Regions from separate parts of the Mus musculus genome. Here region 1 is linked to region 2. A link is a contact called in public Hi-C data. All regions are on one chromosome and are shown on one strand. Each heading gives the region's core, a stretch centred on a gene start, on an enhancer-like site or on the middle of the called end of the contact. The rest is flanking DNA. Distances are from core to core; before and after follow the strand shown.

Evidence for each region. Hi-C and Micro-C count contacts between places; a contact is called where the count stands out from the background.
Region 1: a contact with region 2 is called in a Hi-C map of the C2C12 cell line, with 2.7 times the contacts expected there. The contact joins two enhancer-like sites. A contact is called at or near these places in 16 of 484 Hi-C or Micro-C datasets (the C2C12 cell line, CD4 single positive thymocytes, CD8 T cells and 11 more), 7 of 115 datasets of contacts at active chromatin or transcription factors (the NIH/3T3 cell line, Th17 cells, astrocytes and 4 more) and 3 of 9 other capture datasets (adipose tissue, liver and pancreatic islet).

What each region holds. Positions count from the first base shown.
Region 1 is chr2:168,627,602-168,635,356 of GRCm38.p6, reverse strand. Atp9a (ATPase, class II, type 9A) reads left to right here. Exons shown (of 28, transcript NM_015731.3): 28 at 449-919. The coding sequence ends at 585. Among named protein-coding and RNA genes, the nearest start is that of Mir7004, 9.3 kb to the left of the region's middle. Within about 2 kb of position 6,371, at least 43 of the 459 cell types and tissues checked have an H3K27ac peak or open chromatin away from gene starts, as enhancers often do. A contact at or near this core is called in the C2C12 cell line, embryonic fibroblasts, muscle stem cells and 1 more, where this site is marked.
Region 2 is chr2:168,544,376-168,551,472 of GRCm38.p6, reverse strand. The region is part of intron 3 of Nfatc2 (nuclear factor of activated T cells, cytoplasmic, calcineurin dependent 2); the gene reads left to right. Among named protein-coding and RNA genes, the nearest start is that of Nfatc2, 42 kb to the left of the region's middle. Within about 2 kb of position 1,907, at least 87 of the 459 cell types and tissues checked have an H3K27ac peak or open chromatin away from gene starts, as enhancers often do. A contact at or near this core is called in the C2C12 cell line, embryonic fibroblasts, muscle stem cells and 1 more, where this site is marked.

The DNA.
Region 1 (7,755 bases), core at 5,122-7,621, 79 kb before region 2:
TGACTTCTCCACGTCCAGCACAGGACAGAGCACCCTGCTTTGAGCAAGCCTGATCTCACCAAGTGGTCTCTGCCCACCTTGCCCTGTGGATCCCTCTCCTGGCTTTTTGTGGTGTCACAGAGCCCGGACAGCCATTGATGGCAAAGCCATGCATTGAATGTCACTTTCTGTGCTCTGGGGCTTAGAAGAAACTAATTGTCATTTAGAATCAAAAACACCTGTGGGAATGTGTTCCGGAAGGGCCTTGTCCTAGCTGCTGAAAGTTAACGTTTCACCCAATGTGGGGGGCAGGTAGGGGAGGGAAAGGGAATGAGGGCCACATGTGCCGCAGCCCATGGCAGGCCCTCTGCAGAAGAGAACGTGGGGCGGGGGACACAGAAGGCTTTCTTTGGTGGCCTCGGGTACATCTTGTAGAATGCTCCTGTCATGCCCCTCTTCATACTTACAGATGTCTACTTCATTGCCACCCTGTCATTCCTCTGGAAGGTGTCCGTCATCACCTTGGTCAGCTGTCTCCCCCTCTATGTCCTCAAGTACCTGCGGAGACGGTTCTCCCCACCCAGCTACTCGAAGCTCACTTCCTAAAGCTGCAGGGCTGCCTCGGGCAGGGCCTCCGGCCTCCGGCGCTCTCCCAGGAGGAGGTCAAGTTCCACACGCACGAGCCGCCTCAGCTGGACGGTGCAGTCATGGCTGGCACATGAGGCTTCGCTGAGGCGACACTGGGCACCTAATGGGGATGGAACATTGGTGGAACCGGAGGGAGGGGCCTGAGAGCTGTACCTATCAGAACCTTGGGTGCTAAGCTGTGCTGAGGGGGAAGACGTGGGACCGGATGGCCCGTCTGAGGTTTGTGGGGTCACTGTGCAAGCTTCCTTATGGTTTGAACCTCTTGTCATGTGATAAAAGTCTCTGTCTCGAAGGTTGCAGGCTTTTCATTTTTAATCAGTCTTGTCACAGGTGCGTTCTTCACTTCGCTCTTGCCCTTAAGAAGGCACACGCCTTCCCTGGTCCCAGCACTCGGGAGGCAGAGGCAGGCAGAACTGAGTTTAAGACCAGTTCAAATGGAGGGAGTTTCCGTCCACCGTCCAGGGCCTCATAAATCCTATCTCAAAAAAAAAAAAAAAAGTGTTTCAGAAAAATACAAAATACATGCTCGGAATCCTCAGGAGGCTGAGGCAGGGGCATAGCTGTAAGTTTGAGGCCAGCCTTGTCTACTTAGAATCAGGCTAGTCAAGGTTTGTAGTAAAACTGCTGTAATGTTCGCACGTACATTCACACAAACATACTCCAACACACACACATGCACACACAAACACACACATGCATACAAAACATATGTGCGCCCGTGCATGCACACACACAGGAAAAGTAAAAACACAACACTGTGTAGATGGAGGAGGAGGAAGAGGGTGCGACTTGAAGATTTGTCTTGAAGCCCTCCTCTCAGGAGGGAGAAGCTGAGTCCCTTTGGACAGCCCCACCCTGTGGAGCTGCAGGGACCCCACAGCATGAGGAGGAAAGGCTAAGGAGGGCGAGATGGTGCTGGTGGCTGCACCTAGGCGCATCCACTCTGACAGCCTGCAGTCGCCCTTGAGTTGACTGCTCCTACCACCTCATAAAACAGCCCCAGTGGCGTGACCCTACTGCTGACAGCCAGTGGCCGGAGCGGACACTTTGAGCGGAGTTGCTGTAACTGGAAGTAGCAGCCGACAGCCCTTTAATGTGTCGACAGCGAGATAAGAGCTCTCTTCATTGTTTAGACAACATGGCTGCTGTGACTCAGATACTCTGAAACGGGGTGGAGAGGTCAGGGCTTGGGGACAGTCTCTTCCCCACCAGCCTGTTTCCTGAGAGGAGGGGGAATTACAGAGGGAGGATCCAGCGGAAAAGCAGAGGCTTCTCCTAGGCTTGTCCTCCGTGGGCAGCGGTTCCCAGGAGGAGGCTGAGGGGAAGCCAGGAGTGGTGTCTTCCTCAGCCAGCAAGGCCAGTGTCACCCTGGAGATAAGGCCTTTTATCTTGCTCTTCATTACCTCTTGACCGCCTTTTAGCTCTTGTGCTTTGCCAGTGTTTTCCATTCCACTGTAGCCATTTCTCCTGGAAAGCAGAGGTGTCCAGGGAAGGTGTGTCATGACATGTGAGTGACAAACAGGTCAGGAATGAGGTCATGGCCCCAGTGTTTGAGAGAGGTGGAGCCAAACCCATGTCTCAGGGTGGAGGAGGTCTTCCTCAGCGTCCTAAGGCCATCCTTTCAGAAGTCACCCCTGGGAAACTGGAAGCCTTAAGATAAATCCTGCTGTGTTTGCAAACCCGAGCCCAGCCCTGCACGAGAATGAGTCGCCTCTGTCAGCTGGAGAAAGCTGCTGCTCATTTGGATGGGCTCAGCGCTTCAGACCCCACTTGATGCCTGAAATCTCAGGTACTGGACAGTATCCTCCATGAGGTCCTGTGGGGCTTCCGTGTGACCAGCAGCACGGTAGCACCACAGCCTGGGTGTTCCTGAGTGACTGAGGTGTAATATGTAAATGTGATGTCATGGGTACTCCTCAGGCCATGAAAGACAGGGGCCAGGTGCTGACCAAGAGATCACAATGCTTTCCTACACACATCGAACTGCCACCTCAGCCAAGAACTCAGAGCACGTGGCCACTCCGGAAGAGCAGATGGCAGGCCAGCAGGGACAAAGCTTGGGTTTGCAGCCCTTTAAAAGAAAAAAAAAGGGTTTATTTATTTATTTTATGTATATGAGTACACTGTTGCTGTCTTCAGACACACCAGAAGAGGGCGTTGGATTCCATTACAATGTTTGTGAGCCACCATGTGGTTGCTGGGAACTGAACTCAGGACCTCTGGAAGAGCAGTCAGCACTCTTAACCGCTGAGCCATCTCTCCAGTCCAGTTTGCAACCTTTTAACAGTAGGATTCTCTAGGCCTTTTCCCTGGTCCGGCCATTTGAAGCGAACTTCTGTTACATTCCACTGACACCTTTGCCTGGGAACACCAGGGTCCCAATGTCCCCAATACAGCATTTAACCTGAAGTGGGAGGGCCTCAGGGTACAGCACTCCCTTTTGAATACAGACAGCCCTAGCTGTCCCTCTGAGAAGAGCCTTGCTATTTGTCTAGTTTAGATGGTGACCTCGGGCAGGGTGAGCAGGTTTGCCTTAGCTTCGCTTATTTCTCCGTTGAGATGTGGTGGGCAGTCAGCCCCTACGCCCATCTCATATCTGAGCTTGGAGCTCATGTGCACACACAAGTCACTAGGGTACTAGGCAAGCAGGGACATGCTATCCCTGCTGGGGGACACCGTGAGCACAGAGCAGACTGTTAGCAGTCCACTGGAGCTGGGATGGGTTCACCTTTTGAGAGCCTCACTCCCCGAGGAGAAAAGCCTCTGTCCTGGTCTTCCACACCTCCACACCAGCGCCTCTCTGCCAACATCTGTATTCCCATACTTCTGAAATTTGAGGTGTCTGATGCTTTTTCAATGTATTTTGAATTTTGTGCTCACTGGAAAGTTCGCTTTTCCCTCTGTAGTTTTGTTCTGCTTTGCTTTGTCTCCTGGGGGAGGGGTTGGAAGGTGGTAGAGACCCCCCCCCCTTCAAGGACAGCATCTTAAACTCTTGCCAAAAATCTCAAGTCTACACATCCGCTGCTTCATTCTGTTTAGCAAGGATATCTACCGTGCCAGCAAGATGGTTCAGTGGGTGAAAGGTGCCTCCAACCAAGCCTGACACCCCGAGTTTGATCCCTGGGACCCACACTGTGGAAGGAAGGAAACAACTCCTAAAAGTTGTCCCGTGACCTCCACATACAAACATACATGCACGCACACATAAGCACACATACATGCACACATATGCACATACATGCAAAGACCCATAGCTATTGTTTTTTTTAAACTGTTTTTGGCATTTGTCTCGAGTAGGTCAGTGATACCATTCCCAGTGTTTACAGAAATATTTGATTTCTTTCCCCATTATTAATTGTGTATGTATGTGTATATATATATATATATATGTATGTATGTAAGTAAGTACTTGGAAGAGGCCAGAGCTACTGAGTCCCTTGAAGTTGGATACAGGGTGCTGGGAACCAAACTCGGGTCCTCTGGAAAAACAGTGCCATTTCCAAAATCCTTGCTTTTCATTCCTTTGAAATCCCAACTCTCTGGTTGGGGAAGAGGCAGGTCAGCGTGAGGACCTGAGTCTGAGCCTTGGCCCAGAACTCAGGCGTGGTGATGTCACTGGAGACAACAGGATCCCCAGGCTTCTCTGGCCAGCCAGACTAAACCAGTGGTCAAGTTTCAGGTCCCAGTGAGAGACTCTGCCTCTAAAAGCTCAGGGGACAGCATGGAGGCTGATCTCTGGCTTCTACACAAACATGCAAAAGCGTGCGCGCCCCACGCACATGCAAACAGACCCATCTCCCTCAGGCCTCTTCACACTTGGGGAAGAAAAGAAGGCGCTTTATAGACACAGTGTGCCTTGTTTCTCTTTTCAGCACTTGCATCCATGTCTTCAGGAGGGGGTGGGGAATCACTGTGGACAGATACTGCCACTCCAACCTAGAGCCCGCAGACCTGCAACGGTCACGTCATGGGGCCCTCTCCTAGCTGGCTACTCCACCCCACCCCGCTGTCCCCATGTGCTCAGACAGGTTCCTCAGTGCAGGCGGGGCTGTGTCAGTGACTGCTGTGTTTGTGGGTGAGGTGGGCATGTGGTACTTAGACTAGCGGCAGTGAGATTGGGGTCCACAGGCTCACTCACCCGGGAACCTCATTCCTTCCTTGGTGGGCTGCCGTGTGTGTGGGTGAGCTAGGTGCTCACCGGGACATGACTTTCTGATCAGAGTAGAGACACGTGGGCACAGCACGTTTTCATTTATTTAGCAGGAATGTCCAGATGCTTCGAATTCTTGGTTCTGTGGTGACACCTGTGATTGGCTTAGTTTCTGGGCGATCCCTCTCTTTGTTTACCAGCGTGGTCTGTTACTGCTGGCCAATAAAGCTGTGTTCTCTCTGCCTTTGGGGGTCCCTTTAATGTATGATGGGTGGTGAAACACAAGGGAGGTCCGACCATGCTTCTGTTGTGTGCCTCTCTCAGGGCAAAACAAGCATGAATAACTTCCCAGTTAAAGGTTGTTTGGGGTGCTAGGGACACAGCTGCTGTGAAAGTTTGAGGACCTGAGTTCAGATCCCAGGAGCCCACGTAAAAGCCAGATAGTTGTACACATCCATAGATCCATAGCCGAGCTGGGGATGGGGTGGGGGCGGGGAGGGAGGGAGGGGGAGACACACACACACACACACACACACACACACAGAGAGAGAGAGAGAGAGAGAGAGAGAGAGAGAGAGAGAGAGAGAGATCACTGGGACTCACTGGCCATCCAGTCTGAATCAGCTCCAGGTTCAGTGAGAGACCTTGTCTCAAAAATAAAGTGAAAACAGGGAGGGAGGCCGTCGACATGAGCTCCTGGCCTGCACCCACAGGTGTGCACACAGGTGCACACACAGGTGCACACATACACACGCACCTGCACATGCTCAAATGCTTCCTTGCTTTATTTATTTATTTGCTTATTTAGGACAGGGTTTCTCTTTATAGCCCTGGCTGGCCTTGAACTCACAGAAACCCATCCTCTTCTGCCTCCCTGGTGCTAGGATCAAAGGCATGTGCCACCATGCTCCGTGCACATCCATTCTTACCCTACACCATGATTCACTGTGTGACATGTCAGATTTCAAACCTGATGGATAAAAATGAAAAAAAAGCCCGAAGCGTCACGTTTGAACAGGCGACACGAAAGGTTTTCTGTTTCTCTTTGTTTTCAGTCAGAGGATGGAAGCATCAGGAACACACTTCTGTCTTTGTACACGGGAGGTTTAAAAACAAAGAATTTGGTATCTCCTTAGCGTATCGAGCCTTAAGTCAGAGGAGACTGTGTCCCTGGGAGATGTGTGACATTGTCAGAAGCTATCTTCCAGTGACTCAGTAGTTTCTGGCTCCCAGTGGGCAGAGGTCTGGGTGCACAGGGAACCCCATACTAAGATGTGACCACCAATGACAAAGAACTTGCACAGCCTAATGAGCCCATGCCCGTTTGCCACCTGTATAACCCTGTAAAATGGCCTGTGTGTGGAAGCACGTTCTAATATCCAGCTGGCCAGTCTAGTCAGCAGTGTGGTCCCAGGAAGGACTTTCTTCATCGTGTGTCAGATAAAAAATGGTGACTTAGCTGTTGGCACCAGCAGCAATGCCCTGGGCAAAGTGGTCCCATGCACCTCAGGTGGGAAGTTCAGGGCCCCCTTGCCAGGAGATATATTGTCCTGGCCGCCCCTGCACATCTCAGCCACCAGGGGGCACACGAGGACTGAAAGTCATGGGTGCCCTGCTTAGAGCTGCCCAAGTTTCCTTCAGGCCTCCAGAGTTTATTTCGTGGCCCAAGGCAGTGTTAAAGACAGACATTTCTTTTCGTGTTGATATATAGACTATTTTGCTGTGCTTAATAATGTTTTAAAAAAATCCATGGCCGGGAAGCAGAGGGGAGGGTACGGGCGATGAATATTAATTTGGTATTAACTATTTGCATTTTTGAGCCACCGGCATCTGGCAGCCATGCCAACTCCCTGTTGGGGTGATTTGGTTTAGAGACACAATGTTCCGATACCCTGAGCACTTCAGCTGTTTTTGTTATGAAACTTTGCAGGGTGACAGGCGGCCTGGTGGTGTTTGTGAGGTGACCTGGGAGTGATGGATTGGTTCACCTCAAAATAGAACTGTCGGGCTCCAGGCTTTCCAGAAGTCGGAATACAGTAACAGGATTCATTCAGGCCTTGCTAATTTCCGACTTTAAATGGGTTACATAACCTAGCGGGCCCCGCCTTCGTGCCTCTCCAAACTACCCTAGAAGCCATGGGGAATCTATCATTAAAAGACAGAAATAACCCTGTTGGGCTCTGGGAAAAAGTTGAGTTGGTTATTTTTCCCCCCTTCCCTGATACCTCCTCTTACTTCCCCGCCTTTTTTTTTTTTTTCACCCAAACATTGCATAATTTTTTTTTTTCCAAATCTTTCCATGGGATTTGGTTTCATCCCCATGTGGCTGCGGTTGGAGGGGCAGCTTCAGCACTTTGGGGGGCTGGTGAATTTTTGGAGGATCACGAAGTACCAGATCGGGTTTCCTCCAAAGCCCAGCGCTGGGGTTTCTCCCCGCCCTGCCCCCCTCTTTTATGAGTGACCTGTTCCATACATCTTTACCGACTGTTGCCTGCTGGCCTGGATGCCAGGGCAGAGCTCCACCCTCTCTTACACGGTGAGGTTTGAGTCTGAAACAGACTCCCCTAGAAGCCAGGGTAACTGAGTCACCATGAAGTCACCCACGACCTGGGCTTGGGCACAAGCCAGGTCCCTTTCTTTGCGTGTGGCTATGGGCTCTGTCTGTCCATATGGAGAACTTGACGTTCTGAGTTCAGAGGAGAATGAAGAGAGAGAGATTAGATTGTCTCTGTTGGGCCATCAACCTGGGGGGTCTTTCCTTTGAGAAAGACTGGGAAGTCCAGCATAAAGAAAGTGGAGGAGGGGCGGAGGGTGGATAGATTATGCTGAAGTTTGGGTACTATTTTTTTCTACCCTGTGGAGACAGAGTACCTACTGTGTGTGAGGAAACACTAATCCTGTTCTTGGAGGAATGACACCATTTCTCTCTCTCTTCTCTCTCTCTCTCTCTCTCTCTCTCTCTCTGTGTGTGTGTGTGT
Region 2 (7,097 bases), core at 658-3,157:
TGTAGAGCTAAGGACTGGGACGTCGCCAGGAATCTGTCAATGGTCGCCTCATGGGACCAAAACAGCTGCTGTGGCTATGGCCATCACACTTGCATTCCAGGCAGTGGAAGGGAGGTAGTGTAAAGGCTTCCTCTCCTCAGCTTCATCAGTTTCTGCTTAGGAACCCTCGATAAGTCACTCACCCGTGTCTGCTAAGATCTTGTTGGCTTCATCGAGTAACACAGCCACCTTCAGCTGCAAAGAATGCCATGCTGTACCTTTTTTGGCTTGGCCACAGCTGCCGCTGTTACATGGAAAACAGAATTAGAGGTGGTGACAGCTAGCACACTGGATGATACTGAAGGTACAGTTGCAAGTCCTTTCTTAGACTCAGGGTCTAGAGAGGGTCTTGGTATAACATGTAGAAGGACAGGCTTAGAGGAAGACCCTGGTGATGGACAACCACTGGGACCTTTGAGAGTTTCCTCTGTGTGTAAGAGTATGTCCCCAAACCCCTGCTTTCTCTGTAGTGAGCACAGTCTCTCCCTGGCCACCATAGTGTGCTAGTCAAGGAAGAAACCAAGCCGAGCCCTGGCTCCTTCATCTATAAATCCCACATAGGAAAGAATTCTTACCTCTGTGCTTTGTAGGTGGAGCCGGGCTGAGGAGACACAGCATAAGGATGGAGTCTCTTGAGGTTGGCACTCAAGAACCAGCGAGGTGCCCGAGATGCTTTTCAGATTTTTCTTATGACAAGGAGCAGTGTGGTAGTGTATGTTCACTGCAGACTTTTAGAAAACATTTCTCTTGGGGACTCTGGGGATGTGCCCATTTAGGGGAGGTATTTGAATGATTACAAGAAATCTGATTGGGGTCAGTCCAGGCAGGCATCTTCCAGATAGTAGGCATTGTAGGTGCAAAGGTCCTGAGGCAGGGGAACAAGGGTGTTTTAGAAATAGCCGAGAGGTGGATATGGCTGGCTTTGAACTGGATAAGAAAGGAACAAGGGTGGGCAGAGCTGGAGAGAGAGGCGGAGCTAGCAAGGTTCCGCAGAGCATGGGATTCTAATTGGTTCTCTATTCACCAGACAGCCATGTGGCCAGTTTTAAGTAGGGAATCATATACTCTCATTGACTTTAAGAAGATCCCACTGGAGGCTGTGAAAACTCTCTTGAGGATGGAGGCATGGAAAGAGGCAGAGCAATTCTCAGCAGGGTCCGTGCAGCAGGATAGGACAGTGATAGGGTATCAAAGTCAGGTAGGCCATGGAGTAGCACAAGGTCTCTGCCTGCCATTGGACCAGGGCTGTTGCTCTAACAGAGTCATCTTTACGTATTCGCCCTCACTAGGATGACTTTGTGCCCCAGAGGACATTTGGCAGCATCTTGAGATATTTTGTTTATCATAGTTGGGGAAGGCTCATTGGCATCTAATGTATCAAGAAGTGTGTGCTGCTGCCAAACTTGGGCCTGGGGACCACAACAGGGGGTGATCAGTCCCCAATGATGAGGCTGAGAATCCTAGATCCTAAACAGAGATGTGATAATCCACTGTTCCCAGCTGCCATGGCTTCAATGTATTCCTCGATGCGGAACGCTGGATCTTGGATGCTACATTGTTGCAAAATGCATTGGGGAAGGGATCCTGCAGATTTCTAAGGAGTGGTTTCTTGTGGAAAAGCAACCCTTTGCCTGTCTCACCTTGTGGTCACCTTGGGCTAGGGGGTTAGGGACTTGTCAGCCCCTTTGCTGTGGACTTCCCTGGCCACAGAGGAGCATGAATCTTACTTAGCATTAAGCAGACTGAAGTGCTTTCCACCCCAAAACGCCATGTGAATCACCCCGCAGGGCAGCCGTCCCTTCCCCTCGGTGCTGGTTGGTCTCTGTTGAATGGAGGAAGGAGTGAATGAACCGAGCTGCCTCCAGTGGAGTGGTGACTCACACCGGCCAGCCCCCAGCCTCCATCCCTGGTGAATGAATGCCAGGCCACAAGGCCTTATAAGAACTAGCTCCTTGTTTCAGGCTGATGCGATCTGTTGATCTTCCAGTGGCCCCGCCTTGCCAGGTCTGCGACGCAAGCGTCTCAGCCTGTCTAGCCAGCTCCGGAGACCTGTGCCTTGTGCAGAGCCCTCCAAAAACCCACCCTTTGCAACCCAAGAAATTGGATCTTTAAAAATCCCAAAATAGAGTACAGAAAGTTACACATCGTGTCCACCTCTTTCTTTTTCTTTCTTTCTCTCCTGTGGCAAAAATGAGTCAGAATTCTTGGTCCAGCTCCAGAGAGACCTGCCTGGCCTTTTTTTTGGGGGGGGGGAGAGGGCAAAGGATGGGGACATCTCACCTTAGCATGGTAGGGTGCCAGCTGGCTCAACCTGGCTTGCATTTCACGAGTCCTGCCCTCTGCTACTCCAGCAGTCTGAGAAGAGTCTTCCAGCTTTCGATGCAATGAAACACGAGAGGCCAGCTCTTATGCTGCCCCCCCCCCCAGGATGTCCCATCTTTGGTGAAGTGTTTACGTGGAGTTGGGAGGGGCTGTGTTATTGGGGTTGGGGATACAGAGCTGCCACGGGTTCCCCTGCAGGAAATTAACCTTTCTCCTTGGAGCATGTTCAAATAATTGTATGGGTGTTCTTTTTTGTTTTTTGGGTTTTTTGAAGGGTAAATGTGCTGAGAACAGGTTTGGCTGTGTAGCCTGAGTTGCTTTTGAACTCCCGCTTTGGCTTTCCAGAGTGCTGGGATTGTGGGCATGGGGCACCATGCCTGGCTTTCATGGGGTTCCTGAAAGCTCTCTTCATCCCTCAGTTTCCCCTCCAGGGAATGTGTAGACAGTTGTCACCTTGTCCTTCAGTGTCAGGTCAGGATCCTGCACAAGAGACTACCAGAGGGCTGCGTTTGAAGGGAACATCCCCACCTACCTGGCCTTCTGGTGACAGTGTGGGCTGTGGGCCTGGCTCCCCCCCCCCCCACTTTCTCTCACCACCTCCATGGCACTGCCAAATTGCTGTCTTTTTTGACTCAGGCTCAAGGTTGTAAACTTCATTTTTCCAGCCGTAAGTCTGACTCCTCTCCCGACTCCTGGTATAACTGGCTTGGTATGATATGTCTCTTTCACAGGGAGACAGAGAGACACATTCCTGCAGATTGGTCCAAAAGAGCAGGGAATTTAGTTAGGGAGTCTGCAAACGTGGGGACTCTCCCAGACATGAATAAACCTCTTCACAGCACTTTGGGAAGATGAGTCACTCCCTGTATTAGTCAAGAATAGCCATCACATTCCACAGAGGGTCTGTCTGCTCAGGCCTTCAGCAGTTTTGTAGGGCATATCTATGTGTGCCAGGTGCCACCCAAGGCACCAGGGCAGAGCTGGACAAGTGTTATCCCGTGGAAGTAATTGAACGCATCATTAAAAGTTGCTGCTGCCAGGAATGGACTAAGCCCTGTGATGTCAAGACCCTCTGCTTTCACCAGGTTCCTCAGAGACGGCCCTGTGCTCTGGTCAGCTTTAGCTGGTAACTGGACACAGCTTCCGGTCATCTGAGAAGGACAGCCTCTGTTGTGGACTTGCCTAGATCAGACTGGCCTGTGGGTGTATCTGTTGGAGATTGCCTTGATATTGATCTAGACAGGAGGACCCAGCCCACCGACGGTGGCACCATTCCCTGGCAGGTGGTCCTGAGCTGTTTAAGAAAGCTGGCCGAGCAGAAGCAGGCCCGTGGGCCAGCAAGCAGCGCCCTCCGTGATTTCTGCTGCGCTTCCTTGGCTGTGAGTGAATGAGCACTCCTTGGACAGATGTAACACTTTGTGGAACAGCTGGCGGGGTCCTGCCTTCAGGCTCCTGTCTTGACTTCCCTCAGTGGTGGACTACATAAGCCAGTGAGCCCTTTCCTCCCCTGTGCCGCATTGGGTCGGAGTATTTTATCACAGCAACAGAAAGAAAACAAGGAATCTCTGCATTTGCGTGGCTCCTGGAAGATGGAGATGTGGGGTGGTGACAGCTACAGGAAGACCCAGAGGAGGAGGAGGACAGAGGGCTGTGGGGGAGAACTGAACAAAGCCCCCAAGGTTAGGGAAACTGTTTAAGGAGCAGCAAAGAAGTCACGAGGACGGACCAGGACTTGGGGGGGGGGGGGGAGAGGCTGAAGGATGGCAGGCCAGACGGGGCCATACAAGCTTCTACAGGCTGCACACAGGTCTTAGATTTTTCTTCCATATGTCCCTGAATAGCATTGTGTTTCAGAACTGAGGGACAATCTTCAAGTTTACAGAGACCCGGGGAGAGGAAATTTGACAGCTAGCCCAACATCTCCCAGCCATCAGTGGAAGAGAAATTTGAACAGAGTGTCACATGCGTTGAGTGTCAGTTAGGAGCTTCCCACAAACCTCACCAGCTCCTCTTCTCTGAGCCCTTTCGTCAGCCCAGTTCACAGATGGAGAAACTGAGGCTTGGCAGTAAACTGACCCAGATGATCCACAAGTCACCGCTTCATGGACCCTGCAGGCTCTTAGACAAGGAGAAATATAGAAAGCAGCCAGCAAAAGGATGGGGCTGGGGCTGGAGAGATGGCTCAGCGGTTAAGAGCCCCGACTGCTCTTCCGAAGGTTGTGAGCTCAAATCCCAGAAACTACATGATGGCTCACAACCATCCGTAATGAGATCTGATACCCTCTTCTGGGATGTCTGAAGACAGCTACAGCAAGGCAATGGGGCCAGAGTGAGAAGAAAAAAAAAAGTGTCTGAAGACAGCTGCAGTGTACTTAACATATAATAAATAAATAAATCTTAAAAAAAAAAAAAAAAGGATGGGTCTGGCTTTAAGGAACACAAACGCAAGGGCACCCAGAGATTGCTTTCCAGAAGGTGTGCAAACTAAACCACCTCTTGGCCTGGAGGACAGCTGGTTAAGAGGAGGCTGGAGGGAAGTGTAGAGGTGTGTCCCCAACCCGAGGACTGCATCCAGAGGCCCCTGGGAGCTGTGTGCAGTGGGGCAAGGGATCTACCTCTGGCCTGCGCTCCACAAAGCTCATATACCCGGCTCAGAGTCTCCACTCTTCATGACTGTGGTGATTGGAAGCGAATCTTGCCGCCTTGGGCTGCTAGCCCCCGCCCGTGTTCACTGTGCACTGGAGTCTGCTTCTAATTTCCGCTAGTGTGAGAAATGTAGAAAGACTTGACTCTTAATTTAGAATATGAAGAGAAACTGACATGGGCTGTTTCTGAGCCCAAGCCTACTCTCTTGTTCTCTTAATCACTTTCCTGGTATATTTCAAAATGTATCAAAATGTATCCTTTCCGGCCCCCCACCCCCAGGCTCTGGGGTTTCCGGCCAGCCTCAGCATGTCCATGGTCTGTGGTACTCATTGTGCATTGGAGATGGGAACGGTTCCTGTTTTCATTGTACTCTGGACATGCTGTCACCCCTGCTGGGAACAGGGCAGGGCAGGTACCAGCTGTCCAACCAGCCTGGTCCTGCCCGTGCTGAGTGAGATGCATTGTGGGATACAATGGTCGCTGTAGCCGGGGCAGTTATCTTTTATGTTAAAGGAAGGGCTGGGGAGGCGGCAGCTGCTGGCTCCCACCTGCCCCCACCTGCTACTCTGGCCACACCTGAGCTCTGAGGGGGTGTTCCAGACCTTGGGCAAGCTGTGGCGAAGGATGAGACAGGACAGCTAAGCTGCCACCCTTGGAGACAGTGTCCTAGTGGGGGAGGCAAGGAGATGCAGTGAACACACCCTGTCATTTGGGGTGGTGATGGATGCAGGTGGGTGGTAGGTGAGGTGACGCCAAGCAGGTGGGTAGAGAGTGCCGCTGAGGGTGCGGTGCCCCGTGGGGTGGGGTTGAGAGCAGTGTGTTTGTAGGGACAGCCACTGCAGCAGTAGGGGAGGTTAGCATAGAGGTCCTGGGCGAGCATGTGCCCAGCTTGTTTCAAGATCACTGTGGCTGTATGGAAGGAGGGAGAATATGGGGAAGAGGGTTTCACATGACCGTGAATCACAATGGAGACTTTGCCCCAATCCTGAGTGTGTGTGTGTGTGTGTGTGTGTGTGTGTGTGTGTGTGTGTGTGTATGTATGATGTATGTGTATGGTATGTGTGTGTATGTATGATGTATGTATATGGTATATGTGTATGGTGTGTGTGTGTGGTATGTATGTATGGTGTGTGTGTGTGTGTGTGTGTGTGTGTGTGTTCCTGTGTGGGCAGGTGAGCATTTAAACCCGAGGATAAAATTAAGCAATACCCTTCAAGAGTCAGCTACTGTGTTGTTTGAGACAGGCTCTTTCATTGGCCTGGAACTTGCTGATTAAGCTAAGTGGGCTGGCCAGAGTATCCCGGGATCTGTCCATCTCTCCCTCTCCAGCATCAGGGTCACATGGACTCCCTATCACCACACCTGCTTTTTCAAACTGTGAATTCTTGGTATTAAATGCAGGTCGTCACACTTGTTCAGCGAGACTGTGGGTCTCCTCAGCCAAGGACTTTGGTTTTTGATGGGAGTGGGACGTCTGTTCTTGAGGGATCCAAGTGGAAGAGTGGCAGGCTCTGGCCAAAGGTAGTGGAGGTCATTTTAGCCACTATCTTGTGGTAGATGAAATGAAAGGAAGGCAGCCAGGCAGTTTCTTTGATCTGAGAACCAGGTGGCAGATTTGAGTGGTATTTAGGAAATTAGATGGGCGGGGCTCTGCGGTGATCCAATGGAAGTGAAGCAGAGGGGGCTTCATTGAAATAGAGTAGTGTTTACTGATTGAGTATGCTTGTCGGGGAGTAGGGAAGAGAGTGTCGTGTGTGTGTGTGTGTGTGTGTGTGGGGGGGGGGGGTATGTCTGTCTGTCTGCTCCAGTGTATGCATGTGAGTAGAGGGTGGATTGGGGCCAGGGTGGCAGATATTAGCTGTCACTTCTATACCCAAAATGACACTCAGAGCTGGGGTCGGTCTGTGTTGGTAAAAGTCTCCTGCACACATGTCCCGGGGCTGAGGACTGCCATAAAACAACCGCGGGGGCCTCTCTTCCAGCGTGCAAGCTTTGAGGACGATACCCTTTTCCTAATAGTCCAGATTCAACACACACACAAATGCTACTTAACATTGTTCACGTTTGATTTGAGGCAAATTCAAAACAGT